Linked DNA regions of Mus musculus: all the other regions are linked to region 3. Evidence: chromatin contacts called from public promoter capture Hi-C data. All regions are on one chromosome and are shown on one strand. Each heading gives the region's core, a stretch centred on a gene start, on an enhancer-like site or on the middle of the called end of the contact. The rest is flanking DNA. Distances are from core to core; before and after follow the strand shown. Region 1 holds the start of AW011738 (expressed sequence AW011738). Region 2 holds the start of 9430015G10Rik (RIKEN cDNA 9430015G10 gene). Region 3 holds the start of Pank4 (pantothenate kinase 4).

The links. Promoter capture Hi-C pulls out the DNA fragments that hold promoters and counts their contacts.
Region 1: a promoter capture Hi-C map of erythroid cells shows a contact between it and region 3, with 5 times the contacts expected there. The contact joins the promoter of AW011738 here to the promoter of Pank4 in region 3.
Region 2: a promoter capture Hi-C map of liver shows a contact between it and region 3, with 3 times the contacts expected there. The contact joins the promoter of 9430015G10Rik here to the promoter of Pank4 in region 3. A contact is called at or near these places in 1 of 39 promoter capture datasets (liver) and 1 of 484 Hi-C or Micro-C datasets (uterus).

Annotation. Positions count from the first base shown.
Region 1 is chr4:156,201,266-156,204,852 of GRCm38.p6, reverse strand. AW011738 (expressed sequence AW011738) reads right to left here and starts at 1,569. Exons shown (of 1, transcript NR_030671.1): 1 at 1-1,569. It also overlaps a transcript of Perm1 not described here.
Region 2 is chr4:156,107,689-156,111,482 of GRCm38.p6, reverse strand. 9430015G10Rik (RIKEN cDNA 9430015G10 gene) reads right to left here and starts at 1,485. Exons shown (of 10, transcript NM_177205.1): 1 at 1,310-1,485.
Region 3 is chr4:154,962,409-154,966,183 of GRCm38.p6, reverse strand. Pank4 (pantothenate kinase 4) reads right to left here and starts at 2,061. Exons shown (of 20, transcript NM_001305804.1): 1 at 1,915-2,061. The coding sequence starts at 2,038. Gm42363 (a long non-coding RNA gene) reads right to left here and starts at 1,907. Exons shown (of 2, transcript XR_881640.3): 1 at 1,715-1,907; 2 at 871-1,158.

The DNA of each region.
Region 1 (3,587 bases), core at 320-2,819, 1.2 Mb before region 3:
GCACAAGGAATAGGGGACAGACATTGACAAATTCTGAGAGCTCACCTTTCAGCTCAATGAGAGATTTCTTTGGTTGTTTTGGTTTGGTTTTTGAGACAGGGTTTCCTGTGTGGCGCTAGTTGTCCTGGAACTTGATCTGTAGACCAAGCTGTCCCCAAACTCAGAGATTTGCCTGCCTCTCCCTCCTGAGAGCACTGGGATTAAAGGCATGGATCACCCTCACCACCACAACCCCGTCCCACCATGGTTACAACCCCACCCCACTCCTGGCAGAAGTCTTGCTGTTTGCCCATGGATACATAGTAGCACATGCATACATCACAATCACACACACACACACACACACACACACACACACAGTTATTTTTTTAAATCAGGAACCCCCCCCTTCCCATACTTCTCCCCAATCACCTTACTGCACCGAGACAGCTTGGTGACTGTCACCTTCTTGGTTGCCCCCTATTGGGGTCCATATTATATCCCAGGGTAGTTGCAGACTCCAACACTAAGCAAAGCAAAGCCAACCCTGGAGTGTGAGGGGACACATCCCCATCCGTATATCCCCGACTAGAAGAAGGGCTTGGGAAACGATCTGGGTCAGGGATGCCAGAGCTAGGAAGCGGTGCTACTGAACCATATGGTTTAAAACCAAACAAATGCGCCGTGCGACTGTAAATACGCATTCTCTGGTGCAAGCCTGCAGTCGTAAGACAAGCCACACTTCACCGCGGCCACAACCTCCAGGTTCAGCTCGGGCCCAGAGACCCGGTTCTCGAGTGGGAGGAGGTACTGGAGTCAAACTTCTGCAAATGCACCACGAAGGCGGGAGGCGGGCCGGCTCCTGGTTCCAGCTGGGACAGGCAGGCGACCCCCTCACATCCTGCCAGGAAGCAGATCGTCTCGGTGAGACACTTTCTGAAAGAGCCCAGAACTTGCCCAGGGTCTCAGGCTCGGCAAAGCCATCTTGCTGAGCTCTCAGGGTTAGGATTAGGGTTAGGGAGCTGCAAGCGCGGGAATCTGTCCCTGTCCCGCACACAGCTCACCTCCACGCAGTGACCCCAGCTGTCACCGGGCCGTGTAGGCGCTGCAGATGTCTTTTACGCTCATCTCCAGGATGTCAGCTGTCCTCGGTTTTGTGAGCTTGGGAGCCGTGGAGGCGGGAACGCAGGACGGGTGGCAAGGCAGAGAGTTACCCTTCCCTCTGAATCGTGGGCTCTGAGTGAGGGCCACAGAAGGCCTGGGAACCGGGCTTCGCCCCGGCCTCCACTCACATCCTTCCTGCGCCCGCGGTCGCAGTGACGGTCGGGAGCAGAGCCAGGCTTGCACTGACGCGCGCTCGCCGCCCCTTCTCCAGCTTCCAGGACTTTTAGGTAGAGCCGCGCTTGAATCCGGTGTTCCGTTGTCCCTCGCTCGACTTTGCGGGTTTTGGCAGCGTTGCCCACTGGTCTGGGGTCCAGGTCCAGCTAGCGAGGGCTGAGACGCTCGCCCGGCTTTCCACGCTGTACCTGGCGCCCCGGTGCGCACCGCGTGGGCGAGCGCCTGCGACACCGAACCCGGAGGCCGAGCTCTGAGCGCTTAAATACGGCGGACGGGGGGGGGGGGGGGGGAGCGGCGGGGCTGTGAATCCTTCTCGACTTCAGTTCCCACACTCCTCCCAGCCAATGAAGAGCCAGCCTCCAGCCCGGCCTGCCGCCCGCCCTCTCCGGTTGTTACGCGTAGCCGATCTCCGGCTACGAAAGTGAACCCGACGACGTTGCATCCGAGAGGTCTCGGGTTAGAGTGGGCGGGGCGGGGGCTCCTGGCTCACTTAGTTTTGGAGAAGAAGCACCAGAGGGTATGGGAGGCAAGTCATGAGCACCTGGTAGGAAATCCAGAAGGATATTTCTCCAAAAACTAGAAAGCAAATCCTCAGGACTGTGAAGTCAGGACCCACTGAGGCTCCTCACACAGCCCTACCCAAGACCCGAGCAGGATCAAGACAGCCACTTGTCTCCTCAGCCGAACAGCATTTGCTCATGGGCAGCGTTGTTTCCAGCAAGGAGCCTGAAACTAACACAGAGGTCTGGGAACAAGCTTGGGTAGAAAGATGAACCAACACCAGACACCGAGACTAGAGAGGGGTCAACTGGTCCTGGTCACCTGATAAGTGACATCAACTGATATCACAGGGCAGCGGAAGGACGACTTCGTGCAGTGTAAGGATAAGGATATCAGTGGTGACAGAAACCAGATGGGATGATGTCATGGTGCCAGTGATGTATCCTGAATTACCCCACCGCTAAGTTCAGCCAAGAAGAACTCAAAAACTTAGGGCAAGTGAGGCACAGCCGCACGTGCCTTTAATGTAGCATTCAAGAGGCAGAGACAGAAAGAGCTCCGTGAGTTCGAGGCCTGCCTGGTCTACAGAGTAAGTCCCAGCACAGCCAGGGTTACATAGTGAGACCCTGTCTCAAAACACACACACACACACACCAAATTTTTTTTCCAAAGGAAAATAAGAAAAACAGGGCCATTATTATTTTAATGGTTGCTATTGTTTTCATTCTGAGTTACACTGCTATACATACAGACATTTTGTACTCAGGTTACTAAGCACAGCGTAGCCTGGCAGCTGCCTCCATTCAATGGAGGTGGCCTGAGACCACAGGAGGGGCTAGACACCCTACTGGTGGTCCTACTTCTTTAATTTTCTTTAAATATTGGGCTGGAAAGATGGCTATGTGGAAAGTGATTGAAGAAAACATTCAACATTAATCTCTGACATGTATAAGCACACATATGCATGCATATAAGCAAAATAAAGAAAGAAAGAAAATTTATATATTCAGTTCCTTCTTCTAAATTTCTAATTTCCTGCACTCACATATACACAATCCCCCCCCCCCAAATACACTGTATCCACATAATTAAAACTAAACCTTAAAAAAAAAAATCTAAGCCAGGCAGTGGTGGCACATACCTTTAATTCCAGCTCTTGGGAGGCAGAGGCAGGCAGATTTCTGAGTTTGAGGCCAGCCTGGTCTACAGTGTGAGTTACAGCCAGAAGGACAACCAGGGCTATACAGAGAAACCCTGTCTCAAAAAACAAAAAACAAACAAACAAAAAAAAAACAAAAAAAAAAAAACAAAAACAAAAACAAACCAAAAAAACAAAAACAAACAAACAAAAAAAAAACCAAAACTGAGTACTAAGTATATAACTCAATTGTTAGAGTACTTACTTAGCATGCATGAAGCTCTGGGTTCTGTTCCCAGAACTGCAGAAAATGGCACAGAAGATGAATCACTAAAATCTCAGAACATGAGCAGGAGAAACAGAAGGACCAGTTTAAGGCCAATTTTAAAGTGAGTTTGAAGCCAGCATGGACTACATAGCAAAGACTACTTCAAAAACAAACTCATCTGACTCAATGTATCTTGATGTGAGCAATACTTTGTTTGTTCTCTTGGCTTTTCAAGACAGAGTCTTGGTGCTTGTTCTGTAGACCAGGCTAGCCCTGAACTCAGACATCCACCTGCCTCTGCTTCCCCGGTGCTGGGATCAAAGGTGTGCGCCCTGGCCCAGCTACAATAGGGTCTTAATAAAC
Region 2 (3,794 bases), core at 236-2,735, 1.1 Mb before region 3:
AGGCCAACCTTGCCTGGAACTCACTGCATCACTATGTAGACCAGGTTGGTCTTCAACTCCTGCCCCTGCCTCCCAAAGTGCTAGGGTTACAAGCATGGGATTACAGACCACTGTGCATGTGTGTGCAGTCTTATGTATTTCAGGCTGGTCTCAAACTATGTAGTAGATGATGTCTTTCAAGCTGATTTTCTTTTGAGATAGATTCTCATCATTAGGTAGCTACACAAGGAGTAGCATTGTTGAATACCTGTTCTTACCCACTATCCTGGAGCCTGGAACTCAAGAGATTTGCCTGCCTCTGCCTCCGAGGTGCTGGGAATGTGTGCCACCATTGCCTGGTAGCAATGTTCTTTTAATGAGTTACCTTATAGATCCAAATTAACATGAACAAATGCAAGCCAGTTCCGAAAGGTTGTGACAGATGCTGCTAGTGGACAAAAGAGCTCACCTAAGATGAGTTAAACTCATCAAGATATGTGCTTGCTTTGTTTTGGGGAAGATTATTAAGGCCAGGATATGGAAGTCAAGAAAAGAAACTATTAGCCGAGTTACGGGGCCACATGCCTTTAATCCCAGCCTAGTCTACAGAATGAGTTCCAGGCCAACCTGTCTCAAAAAAAGAAAGAAAAGGAAGGGGGGATGGGGGGGGGTGGAGAAAGAAACTATCTGCATAATTCAGATCTGTAGTTCCTTCTACGAGCTTCTAAAAATAAAAACGGACTCAAATTATTGTCTAGCTCTTAACGTAGTTACCAAACTATGTTTGTAACCTGGCTCAACCTGGTGAAGCCAACCCATGACTTTCTTGCGGGATTTATTGTAGAGGAGAAGCAAAATGTGAGAAAGCCCCAGATTCAAATCCTGCCCCCACCCCACCTCGGCCACACACAGCACCACAAACCCACAAATTAAAAACAAAACAAAACAAACAAACAAACAAACAAAAAAAAACAGTTTTGCCTTCTTTGTACACTGCAGTGAGACTAAGAAAACCCAACAAGATTACGAGACAACGGCAGGGGTTACATGGCCAACCCCTTTCCCAAAACAATAAAAAAACAAAATACTGGGCTAAGTTCGACACCTTTACATTTAATGCGCCGAAACGCGGGAGGATGTGTAACTCGCTGATATAGTGGCTCTCACGGCAAAGTCCTCAAGAAGAGCACATCCCGCGGGAGGACCTCGCCCCCTTCACGACACCAACCCATCTCCCACGTCCTCCACCTCCGTGCAGCTCGCGGTCCATGTCCCCTGCAACCTCCCCGTCCCTCCATCCACCACGCTCCACTCCCGGCTCCGTCCGTACCGCCTCCTCACTGACAAGATGGCAGGCAGCGAGGGAGGCGCTGCCCCGCTAGGCCCTGCATTAGTCTCAGAGTCCCAGAGTCTGCGCTACCCGCGGCCTTTACGGCGTCGCTGCAGCCGCCACCTCCGCCAGAGCAGGGCCCTCACTCACCACTCGCCAGCCGAGCTCCTTTCGTACCGGCCGCCCTGCGCGCGCCCCGCGAGCGTCTCTGGGATTTGTAGTCTCTGGCCCGCCCCCGCCCAGGCCGTGGCGAGGGCAAAAAAACTACAACTCCTAGCGGCCCCTTCGCCCAAGTGCGTTTACCCAGGATTCCGTCCTGGCAGCGGGTTTGCGTTCCCAGCGCTGACTGGGAAATGTAGTCCAAGAGGACTTGAGCCTAGGGAGGGAAGGAAACGACTACATTCCCCAATAGTTCTAGGGGCGGCCAATCATCGTAGTCCTTGTTAGGTGGCCGGCCTTGGTTCTAAGCAAGGCTATGGAGTGTAACGTCCGCCTCGCTCCAAGAGGGTCACAAAAGAATTCAAAGCTGGAGCCGGGTGTCGGGGCGCACGCCTTTAATCCCAGCACTGGAAGGCAGAGACAGGCGGATTTCTGAGTTCGAGGCCAGCCTGGTCTACAAAGTGAGTGCCAGGGCTATATAGAGAAACCCTGTCTCAAAAAAAAAAAAAAAAGAATCAGAACTGCCAATCAAGGCTATGGTAGCCTTTGAAATATTTAACTGGCTATAGTTCGTGATTTGGCTAGCCCCATTTCAAGATGAAGACAAAGTTCAAATTCATTCTTTTGTAAAAATCGGGACTTTCTAATACATCTTTGGCGTGTCTGCTTAGGGAGCTGGACTCTGGTTCCTCCCAAATGGGAAGCCACACCCACTCTTAAGCCGAGCATGGTGCCTCTGGGGTCACCAAGTGGAATGCTTAGGAGGAGTCTTGTCTCTGGGCTGCCTGATCGCCCCGGCCTCTCACTTTGGAGGCCTCGGGTACTTAGGCTTCTTCACAGAAGCTAAAACTCCATGGACGCCCCACAGTAACACAAGGAGGAGGCACTGTACTTTTTTTTTTTTTAAAGATTTATTTATTATTATATGTAAGTACACTGTAGCTGTCCTCAGACACCCCAGAAGAGGGCGTCAGTTCTCATTATGGATGATTGTGAGTCACCATGTGGTTGCTGGGATTTGAACTCAGGACTTTCAGAAGAGCAGTCAGTGCTCTTACCCACTGAGCCATCTCACCAGCCCTGGCACTGTACTTTTTGAAAGCTTACATCTTCTCTGAAGTGAGGTAGAACCACTAGACCGCCCCTGGAAAAGAGCAAAACTGTGTGCACCAGGGCTCTGTTTTGAACAAAGATTAGAGAGTATCTGTCAGGCTTGGTCCTGTTTTTTTCACCCTGCTCTCTGCTAGGCCTTCCTCACTTCCTCATGACCTCAGTTTCTCTGATCTGGTAGAGCTGGTCAGACAACTCAGCATTCTTTGCACCACCGCGATTTACTCCTCTCTGGAATTCTACCCTAAGGCCCAGTGGATCTAAGAATAAAGCTGTGGTCTTTCTTGGCCAGCCGCAGTGACTACAGCAGCACGGGGGGGGGGGGGGGGGTGTGGGGGGGGGACTGTGGTAAAATGGACGAGATTCTTCCTAAATTAGTGACATCAGGACAGACAGGATTTCTGTCTGTGTTGCTTTTTTTGTACTTCCTCTGGGCTACCCCCAGGACCTCTAGTATTTCTGGCAAGTATTAGGAAAAGACAGATGACTTTGAAAGGGTTGTGTGTGTGTGTTCATCAGAGACTTGACATCCACGGAGCGTTGGTAGGCAGTGAGTATGAGGGAAGAGTCATACGCAGGACACTAGCACCTCTTCTTTCACTATAAATGCTTCTGCTAGGATGGAAAGGTGTCTGCGGGCTCAGGAACCCAAGAACCACACAGCTCTGAGAGGAAGCCTCCTCGCATTGCAGCTCCCAGGGGAGGGATCCCCAACTGAGCTGAGGAGCTCAGGACCCTCAACTTCTTAGCTTCTTTTCTTGGCTTCTTCCAATGACAGAGTAACTCCAGGCAGTGAATCTCACAAAGGCTATTTATTCAAGGGAAGAATCCAGGAAGAGGGACAAATCCAGGGACAGATGCCCTCTGCTCCCAGGAGTGAACATCAGGGAAATGGGCACAGGGCAGTGAAAATAAGAATTTTTGAGAGGGCGGAGCTTCTCAGGGCAGAGATGACCAGAGTGAGGATTTCAAGTCCTGAGCTTGGGAATCTCAAAGATTGGTAGACTTTCATGCTCAGGGGTTAGTGGGGTGTGTGTGTGTGTGTGTGTGTGTGTGTGTGTGTGTGTGTGTGTGTGTGTGTGAAGTTCAGGGATTGGTAGTTTTTTCCCGCTTGGGGATTTGTGGGTTTTCCACCCCCTTTTCCCTGCGTTGGGCCCAGGGTTGCCATCTCCGTGGAGCTGATAGCAGACCTATCCCCAGCCCATTTTGTAATATT
Region 3 (3,775 bases), core at 812-3,311:
ACGGCACCAAGAAGGGCAGGACAGCCTTGCATTTACTACCCCAGAGTCTCTTCCTGCCTGTATGTCCTTCCTACTGCCTGGGTTTCCAACTCAGCTGACATCGGTGTCCCATCCAAGAAAGAAAAAGGGCTTGCCAAGAACACAGAGCAGCTGAGCCTTCCTGGATCCAGGGACACAGTGAGGAAGGAGGAAACAGGAGAAGGCTGTTTTTAAACAACACTGCGACAAGATGTTTTGTAGGTGCCTAAGCTGTCAACCCCATCCTGAGCTGTGACCTCCCATCAGTTGCAGAAAAAAAAAGAAAGAAAGAACAAAAGAAAAAAGGTCTGTTTTCAGGAACACATGACTTTCCAATCTCAGATTCAGGACCCAGACGACGATGGAAGCAAAACCCAACACTGAACATCCCTTGCAATGTCCTTCTGTCCAGACAGCCCTGGTCTGGCCTCAGGCCTTCAGCTCGAAGGCACCTCTCTACTACAGCTCATGCTTTATTGGCTGTTGGTTAGATGGTCTCTAGGTACCAAATAGATTATCTGAGGTGAACCCTATTTTCTTAACTGCCTGATGATGTTTGAATTCATTTTCACCTGCTTTCCAGACACAGTTATTTAATTTTGCCTCCTTCCTAATGAATAAGTATAAGACCACAGGGCAAAGCATAAAACCCAGCCCTGGAGTGAAGGTTTCAGGATCCTGGAACAGCTGCCTTGGGGCCTTTGGAGAGGTCAGGTTGTGGACAGTCCCCTCTGCTGGGGCTGCAAGCTCATCACTTCTAAACTAATATACAGCCAGTCACCGAGTTATCTCAGGTGCTAGTAGAATCTTGGCCCACTCCACCACCCTCCTGAGCCCTTGATAAAGCTGGAACACAGGACAAGCCAGCAGGCCATCTTTACTTTCTCTTCCATTCCTCATTCCTCCCAAGGAAGAACACGTCAGAGAGACAACCCAAAAGCAAGAGGGTGGGGGACTTATTCAATATTCCAGAAGTAACGAGATTCTTCACAGTCTCTTAACAACCTAGGCTTTCCAAGGAGGCTAAGAGCCAGCAGCACACCCATTGATTCACGGAGATAAGTCCAAGACTGCGGATGCTGCCCGGCTGTGTGGGGCCTCACTGACAATGCTGGCATCAAGAGATACGCGGGGAAACGCCTGCAAGCAATTGGGTACAAAGCTCCTCAATAACAGGATGCAGAGCAGAGAGCTTGGGGGACAGGGGTAGGGGTGGGGGAGGGGGAGGGGGAGCGTTGGCCGGCTCCCATCCTGGATCTACGAATAGAGAGACCACGGAGAAAGCTAGCCTTCTTCTGTGCCTTGGTCTCCGCATCTGCACACCAGGGCGATGAAAGAACCTCCCCCGAGGACTTGTTAGTGGGCATGAGGCTGCCCAACGCGCGAAGGGGATCTAAGGTGGGCCTGTAGCGGGTCGGCAGGAAGGTGAACTCCTAGGCGCGCAGGAGGCGGCGGCCGTAGCCACGGTCCACGCTGCAGCGCTCGACAAGTGTCCAGGCCCAACGTCTCCACAGCTCACTGGGAAGCCGGAACTCCGGCGGAGTGCGCCGCGGGGCCATGGCCAGCCTCATCCCGGGGGACTCTGAGCAGATGAGGACCCCCGAGGCCACCCGCCCCGCCCGTCCCTCCACTGAGCCACCGGCGCTGCGCGGACTACGAGGCCCGACGTGCCCCGCTCCAACCGCGCAGCGCCTACCGGGAGCTGGAGTCCCACAGCCCGCTCGGTCCCGCACCTTGACGCCGCGCACACTATGAGTCCCGAGAGGCTGTGCGGCGACCCGTGAGGCTGTGCGCATGGCCCGCGCCCCCGCCCTTCGTCCTTCCCGCCGCCCCCGCTGGCTGGCCGCCCGCGCCCACTGCTCCGGCCACTTTCTTGAGTACCCGGTCCGTGTCTACCTATATCAATGGCGAAGCGCTTGGCGTTCTCCAGGTTGCGGAAGATCTCGTCGGGGGGCAGCGTGATGCTCTTGTCCAGACTGTCCCCGCCGCTCCCGCCGCCACTCGCTCCACGCTCCGCCATTTTGAAAGTGCCCGGCCAGCCTCATCAGCCATGGAAATATATGCGCATATAATTGACTGCTAAACGACCGCGTGCATAAATTATGCTAATGAGTCTCCGCCCCCCGTCCGCCTGTGCTGGAGGCCAGGCCACCCGACCGTCCTAGACAAGCAAGTGTCCCAGAGGCCAGGACTGGGAAGGGAGGGCCGTTATTTTCCAAACTACCAATATGAAGCTTTTGGAATATTGTTCTTTCGCTGAGCTGGCTAGATGCTAACTTGGGTTGATTTTGGCGATCGTGCTTTCATATCTCCTTGCTGTGAGGCTGGCCCTGCAAGCTGCTGTAATTTCTGCTAGGGTGACCCACCATCCTGGTTTCCCAAAGAAGTGGGACCTTCAATTCTAAAACTCCCATGTTAATTGGAGTAGTTTTAAAGACCCTACATTCGAGAAATGCCCAGCCAGGGGGAAGGGATATGAATAGGGTCGTGCGTCTGCAGCTGGGGAAGATCGGCAGTTTAACAGCAATCTTTGCAAAGTATAGGAGGGAAAGGGAGAGGGCGCATGGAAGAGGGGACCGGGCTTCAAAGTGGAGGTGATCTGGAGTTCCTGTTGATTTAAGTCCCTTGAGAGAGAGCACTGTGTCCTCCAAGAGGGCCATCGTGTAACTTAATACCTCGCTCTCTGCAAGGTTCTGTCTGCAGGCAGTTGCTCACTGACTTGCCAGGCTCCTGGAGCACAGGACTGAGGCAGTGCGCAGGCTCAGCTGCCATATATCTATCTACATTGATTCCGAGAGGAGGCAACCTTGTATGTGCCTGCCAACAGAGTGGGTGTACTCTGAATGGGAGAGCCTGCTCCAGAGTGGCAGGGCTCCTGAGAGTGAGGTGACCCAGCAACTTCAGTCCCTGTAAGTGGAGTATGCCCGGCCTGTGTGTAGGACACTCCACAAGGGCACTGGCCTCCTCCCCATCTGTAGAAGTTCTGCTGCTCCTGTGGTAAGCTAAATGAGTGCAGATGAGGTTCTCTGTCCTTGCTTACTATACGTGGGTCACAGAAGGGTCCTCAGGTGGTCCCTGGCAGAGTGGATAGGAATAAGAGGGGGGTGGTGGCTAATGAACTTCTAGATGGGAAAGATCCAAGTCGGGATGGGAGCCACATCTATGACTTTGTCCTTCAGAAGACATGTAGACACACCTTCCCACTTCTTGCTCCATGGGTTTTGCCTTTGGAGAGCCCTGTGAACTTGACTAACCTATAGCCTGCCTTAAAGCGGACACCCTGTCTTAGACAATAGCCCATACCTACCAGGCTCATAGTTTGAATGGAATGGGTCAGTCCTGGCCCTGGTCGCTCTGTGGAAGGGAGGGCATTTATGAATCGCCTAAGCAGGTGAACTAAGGGGAAGCGGGAGCTAGAACAGATACTTTCTCAGGTTCGGCACAGCCGAGCCTCTTGCTGCAGCAAGAGGTCCACTGAGGCCCTCAGCTTCCTCTCAGTGGACAAAGCAGAGAGTCTACAGTTGTTAGGATCTCTTCCCCTACCCTGACCTGGGAGCTAGCAGAAACCCCCAGCGGCCACCCAGGTCTTGTTCACCATGAGAGCAACAACAGCTCTGTATGCCCCTCTCCTCTCCACCTCCTGCCCTCCCTTTTTCCTCTATGGCAGAGGACCACCAGCAAGCACTCCTCCTGATCCCGGTTTCACTGTGAACATGGTAGATCCCACTGTTCCACCTCCGGTCACCGGGCAGGCTGC